Linked DNA regions of Cricetulus griseus: region 2 is linked to region 1. A link is a contact called in public Micro-C data. All regions are on one chromosome and are shown on one strand. Each heading gives the region's core, a stretch centred on a gene start, on an enhancer-like site or on the middle of the called end of the contact. The rest is flanking DNA. Distances are from core to core; before and after follow the strand shown. Region 1 holds the start of LOC100770865 (surfeit locus protein 1). Region 2 has its middle 19 kb from the start of Slc2a6.

The links. A called contact is a pair of places that touch in the nucleus more often than the background predicts.
Region 2: a contact with region 1 is called in a Micro-C map of the CHO-K1 cell line, with 2.4 times the contacts expected there. The contact joins the enhancer-like site here to the promoter of LOC100770865 in region 1. A contact is called at or near these places in 6 of 8 Hi-C or Micro-C datasets (the CHK-Q cell line, the CHL-YN cell line, the CHO-K1 cell line and 2 more).

Annotation. Positions count from the first base shown.
Region 1 is chr6:138,597,486-138,600,070 of CriGri-PICRH-1.0, reverse strand. It overlaps LOC100770865 (surfeit locus protein 1), which reads left to right and starts at 1,274. Exons shown (of 9, transcript XM_027422992.2): 1 at 1,274-1,400; 2 at 1,594-1,645; 3 at 1,852-1,976; 4 at 2,056-2,138. The coding sequence starts at 1,326. It overlaps Surf2 (surfeit locus protein 2), which reads right to left and starts at 1,289. Exons shown (of 6, transcript XM_027422997.2): 1 at 1,158-1,289; 2 at 831-985; 3 at 159-262. The coding sequence starts at 1,235.
Region 2 is chr6:138,725,031-138,727,615 of CriGri-PICRH-1.0, reverse strand. No RefSeq gene overlaps it. Among named protein-coding and RNA genes, the nearest start is that of Slc2a6, 19 kb to the right of the region's middle. Within about 2 kb of position 1,300, at least 2 of the 6 cell types and tissues checked have open chromatin away from gene starts, as enhancers often do. A contact at or near this core is called in the CHO-K1 cell line, where this site is marked.

The sequences.
Region 1 (2,585 bases), core at 25-2,524:
TTTACAGTGGTGAGGTCAGGAGCCACTGGCCCTCTCCTCATGTGCAAAACCAACCAAGTATACCAACAATGGACAATGAAGGACGATCAAGGCATCTTTCTGGCTTTTGGGGACAGGGGACATACATCCTAAAGCCTGAGCCTCTGGTGGTGACTTACATTGATGAAGTGCTCTCTGATACCTCCGGCCTTGGGTGTGCCTCAGCACATGCTCTGGAAACTTGTTGATGTGCCTCAGGGTGAGTTTGCAGAACAGTTGGTGCCTACAGGGCAAACAGATGATACGGAGAGGCAGTGTATACAAAGGACCAGACCTATGGGCTCCATCATGACTGCAAGCTGCAAACACCTGCCTTTCTGCGGGGGATGCTCTGCATTTAGTCTCAGGTGTCTGCACTTTGAAAAACTCCCCAACCACAGGGCATAGTAGCCTGCTTATAATCCCAGTATCCAGGAGGCAGAGAGGCAGGTTGATCTCTGAGTTGAGGTCAGCCTGGTTTACACAGCAAATTCCAGGCCAACCAAGCTACAAAGGCTTACTTTCAAAAACAGCTTCACAATTAGCGTATGGGATAAGGACCCAGATTGTCACCCACCCAAGAAAAAGAAACTGCAGTTTCACACTGCTCCAGTGTTCGTGTATGGGGAACCGGCTCAGGGAGTTCCATGTGAGGATATATCAACCACACAACCATAGGAATACCAAACGGTGAAAGCGGCACTGTGGCCTCGGGTGACTATATGCAAGGGCAAGTGGCAGTGGAAGACCATTATATGCTCAGAACCGGGGCACAGGCTCTGCACCCTGGTGCTGGCCGGCCACCTACGTACGGATTCTTTGTGCTGGGCACGATGTGTGGCTCGAACGCTGTGTAATCGAAGGCCGAGGAGGCTCTGGACAGCCGCTGGTACTTCTTGCCGCGGGTGTAGACCTGAAGCTCTGGCAGACGGCAGGGTAGCTCATGGCCAGTTAGGGAGCAGCGCACCTGTAGATGGAGCCCTGTCAGCAGGTGGTTCTTGCCAGCCCCGCCCCTCCCCTGCACTGTCCTCCGGGTCCCACTGCTTTCTACTCCCGGGTCCCACTCCTCCCCGAAACGGTCCTTCCGGGTCTCACTCCTCCCGAGTTCCGTTCTTTCTAGTCCCTACTCCTCCCCGGACCTTGTGAGTGTTGGGCAGAAGCCTCAGGCTGGGGTGCTGGCGCAGGAAAGCTCGCACATCAGGAGATGGTTCGTCCATGATGTGAAACACCCATCAGACGCCGCTGCTCCCACGTGGGGCAGAGCGCCGTCCCGGAAGCAGATTTCTCTGTCCCGGAAGTGTTCAAAGATGGCCGCGGTGATGGCTTTCGCTGTGCTGCGGCAGCGGATGATGCGGTGGCCCCAATCGTCCTACGCGGGGCTGGTGAGCACGGGACCCGGGAGGACCCTGCCCAAGAGGGGCCGGGAGAATCGAGCTGAGAATGGAATGGGGTCGAGGAGGACCTTGCCCAAAAAGATTTGCCTGGGGTCGAGCGGGACTGGGTTGGACAGCGTCAGGTGCTCGCGCTTGGCGTCCCTGAGCTTACTTAGCCCCGTGCCCTGTTGGGTTCCTGTAGGCCCCGCTCCGAGTTGCCAGAGGGAGCGTCCTTGGATTTTCTTTCCGCTCAGGTGAGAAGGGCTCAGACCTGGGTGCGGTTGGGACACCTGCCTTCATTCAGCCCGCTGTGGTCTACTGGGTGTATTGTAGTGGGAGCGGATTGGGCACAATTGTCCTTCCTACATCCTCTGCGGGCATACCCTAAGTCTTGTCGAGGAGTTGGCCACACAGTTCTAGGGCTTCTGACCCCATGCCAGTATTGTAAAACTCTCTCCAGGGATGGTCTGGAGGCCAAGCAGTTCTACAGCTGAAGCAGCCGCCACTAAAGCAGAGGACAGCTCTTTTCTCCAGTGGTTCCTGCTTCTCATCCCTGCTACTGCTTTTGGCTTGGGGACTTGGCAGGTGAAGACTGGCCTCTAATTTGGGTGTTGCTGGGCCTTGGGCCCCATTGTTGTTTGCTTAGCTCACGTTGTTTCTGTAGGTCCAGCGTCGGAAATGGAAGCTGAAACTGATTGCAGAATTAGAGTCTCGAGTCATGGCTGAGCCCATCCCTCTGCCTGCAGAGTGAGTGTGGCTGCCTACCCATTCCATCCTATTTAGTAGCAGCAGTGGGTCCCTGGCTTCTGTTTGGTTCTGTCTTCTCAGTAATTTCTCTGCCCTTGGGCAGGAATCCTCAAAATTTCCCACTAGGCTGGCTGCTGATTGCCTTTATGAAGCTGCCAAAGAGCGTGGAACAATATAGGAAAGATGTGTATTTGATGCCAGATTTCCCTTTCCAGGTCTTGCTGGATCCCCCATAGTGGTGATAGTTCTTTGTAGCACCGGTGGGTGATAATATAGGTCTCAATATGAAGGTGACAAAAGTGTCCTCTAAAGAGAGTCCAAACCACGGGATAGGTAATATGTGGTTTGGACTCACATTTTGTTAATTTATGTAAAGTGGAAACACTTCCTTTGAAAAGCTGGGTTTTGGTGGCATCAAAGGCTGGTGTTGAGATCACCCCTATAAAC
Region 2 (2,585 bases), core at 51-2,550, 130 kb before region 1:
CTGTGAGCATGGAGGATGAAGGTCACGGTGCTTTTTCTCTGCTGTAACCTTAGAGGGTGGAGACAGGGAATGGCAGACTTTTGTAAGCCTGAGAGAAAGGTGCCATCACCAGAACTATGAACACAACTTCTGAGCCCCCAGTGCCATTCCCCAAACTCTGAAAGCCAAAAGGCCTTGGCCTCTGTCCAATTACTCAGGAGTCATTGGTCCCCTAGAGGGCCTGGCACCTGTGGTGGGGGACCCCTTGGTCAGCAGAGATGCTGAGGAAGACATTGACTTCTCCCACTGTCATTCAGGGAACAGCTGGGCACAGCTGCATCCAAGTACACTGCTCCAGCGCTGCCTGGAACACAGGGTCAGACACCATTCCCTTCATGGGCCCCTCTCCAGTAAGCCAGGCCAAGGGACGGCGTGTCCTCGGGCTTGCCTGGCCCTATCCCAGGTTGACAAAGCAGTCCCCCAGTCTGTGGTGGGAGGACAGTTCTATCTCAACCAGAGGAACGTGCATGCTTTTCTCTGATGCCTTCCCAAACTGGGGCTGACTGTGAGGCAGGGTCAGGGTGCTGGCATTCTCCCAGAGTGGCTGGGGGATAGCTAGGGAGGGCTTGGAAGGAGCTAGAAGTCTTGCTGTGGGAACTGAAGAAAGCGGTCAAGCTGTCCCCGAATCATGTTCCACAATGCCCAGCCTTCTTCTGCTTGTGAACCAGGCCTTGAGGAAGCTGCCCTCCCACCCATGCCACCAGGATACCTAGAACACCCATGCACTCTCCACTTCTGATCCCTGCTCCAGAACTTCTCTGCAGCTCTCTGCTGGCCCACTCAAGCCTGGATCCCTCCTAGAGGCAGAATGCTCATTGGTTCCTATTGCTGGGTCAAACACTATGACCAAAAGCAACTTGGGGCAGAAAAAGGTTTGTTTGGCTTACAGGTTACAGCCCATCATCAAAGGAAGCCAAGGCCGGAACCTGGAGGTGGGAACTGAAGCAGAGACCACAGAAGAATACTGTTACTGGCTTGTTTCCCATGGCTCTCTCAGTGACCTTTCTTAAACAGCCCAGGCCCACACTGGACTGGGCCCTCCTGCATGTTAGATATCAAGAAAATGTCCCACAGACATGCCCACAGGCCAATCTACTGGGGGCAACTCTTCAGTTGAGGTCCTCCTTCCCGGGTATCTCTAGCTTTGTTTCAAATCCACAGAAAGTAAACAGGACAGGCAGCTTCCCCTACTCTGTCATTCCGGTCTCAAGGTCTACCCCCTTTCAGCTCACAGGCAATACAGTCAGTGATGATTCAGGGTGAGTTCAGAAACTTGCTCAGTCACCCACATGTGGCAGAACACTACAGGCACACCGATAAACAAAAGACCATTATAGCAGCCTGCTGTCCCTGATGTGTGTCTCTTTGGTCACTGCTGTTCCCAATCCGCCGCAGGAAATGGACCATCTAACTTCTGAGATGACCCATCCTGGTGGGTTGAACTGCCACCCCAATTCCACAGCGGAGGCTTCTAAAAGTCAAGGAAGTTGGTTGTTGTGCCCAAGATGAGTGAAAAATGACCTTAGCCCTGACTGCCTCATGCCCTTTGCTCTGATCACCACAGGCTTCCTGGTGCACACCGAGTCCTGTTCCAGCGTGGTCCCTAAAACACCCTGTGTCCCTGCAGTGTGATCTCCCATGAGCGCTTGTTTCACATCTGTCCCCTCCCAGACCACCCGGTCATCCAGAGCAAGACGGGCAGACAGGAGTTCCCAGGAGGGGGCCTGTCTTGCAGGGATGCGTGCCCTGTACAGTGGCCAGCCAGCTGCCACCACCCCCCAGGAATCCTTCCCAGAGGCTTGGCTGCTGCGTGGCCAGGGCCAGTGACTGGAGGAGTCAAGGGTTTCAGCTCCCGCTGGGGGGAAGGCCAAGTCAGCTGCAGCTGGGCTTCCCAGAGGCCAGGAACTGGTTCCAGGTCATCAAGTCTGCACCAGGCCAGCCAGCTTTGCGGATGGAATGGGGGGGGGGCGGGCGGAGAGCGTCTGCAGATGCCAGTCCTGAGCTGCAGTTTGAGCAAGCTGAAGCATGTGGTGCTTCATACAGACTAGATGGAGCACTGGGTCTTGGAGTTGGGGACCCTAGCTACCCAAAAGAGTGCCTCCTGCATTTCTAAAAGGCTACTTGGTATGGGGCTAGCCTGCATCTGAGAACCTACAAGTTCTGGAGTATCAGTTACCTAGACAAGTGTGTGGGGCTTTCTACATCTAGATCCAGAAGATAGGGTGTCCTTTACATAGCCCCACATTCCAAGTACAGCTGGGATGGATTTTCAAGCTGGAGTGCCACTGAGCTGCAGGCCACACCATGTAGCCATTCTGTGGCCCAGCCCCTAGGGACTGGAGGGTTAAATGTAGATATGTTGTTTAGACTTCTAAACAGGAGGGACAAGAGCCTGGACTGGAAGGGGCAGTACGGAGAGCCTTGATGGGCAAGGCTCTTCCTTGCCATAGTGTTACCTAGAGAGAGAAGAAAGAAGCAAGAGAGAGGTGCAGAAGAGACTGGACCCTCCCGCCTGGGTGCACAGCAATGCTGCTCAGCCCAGGGAG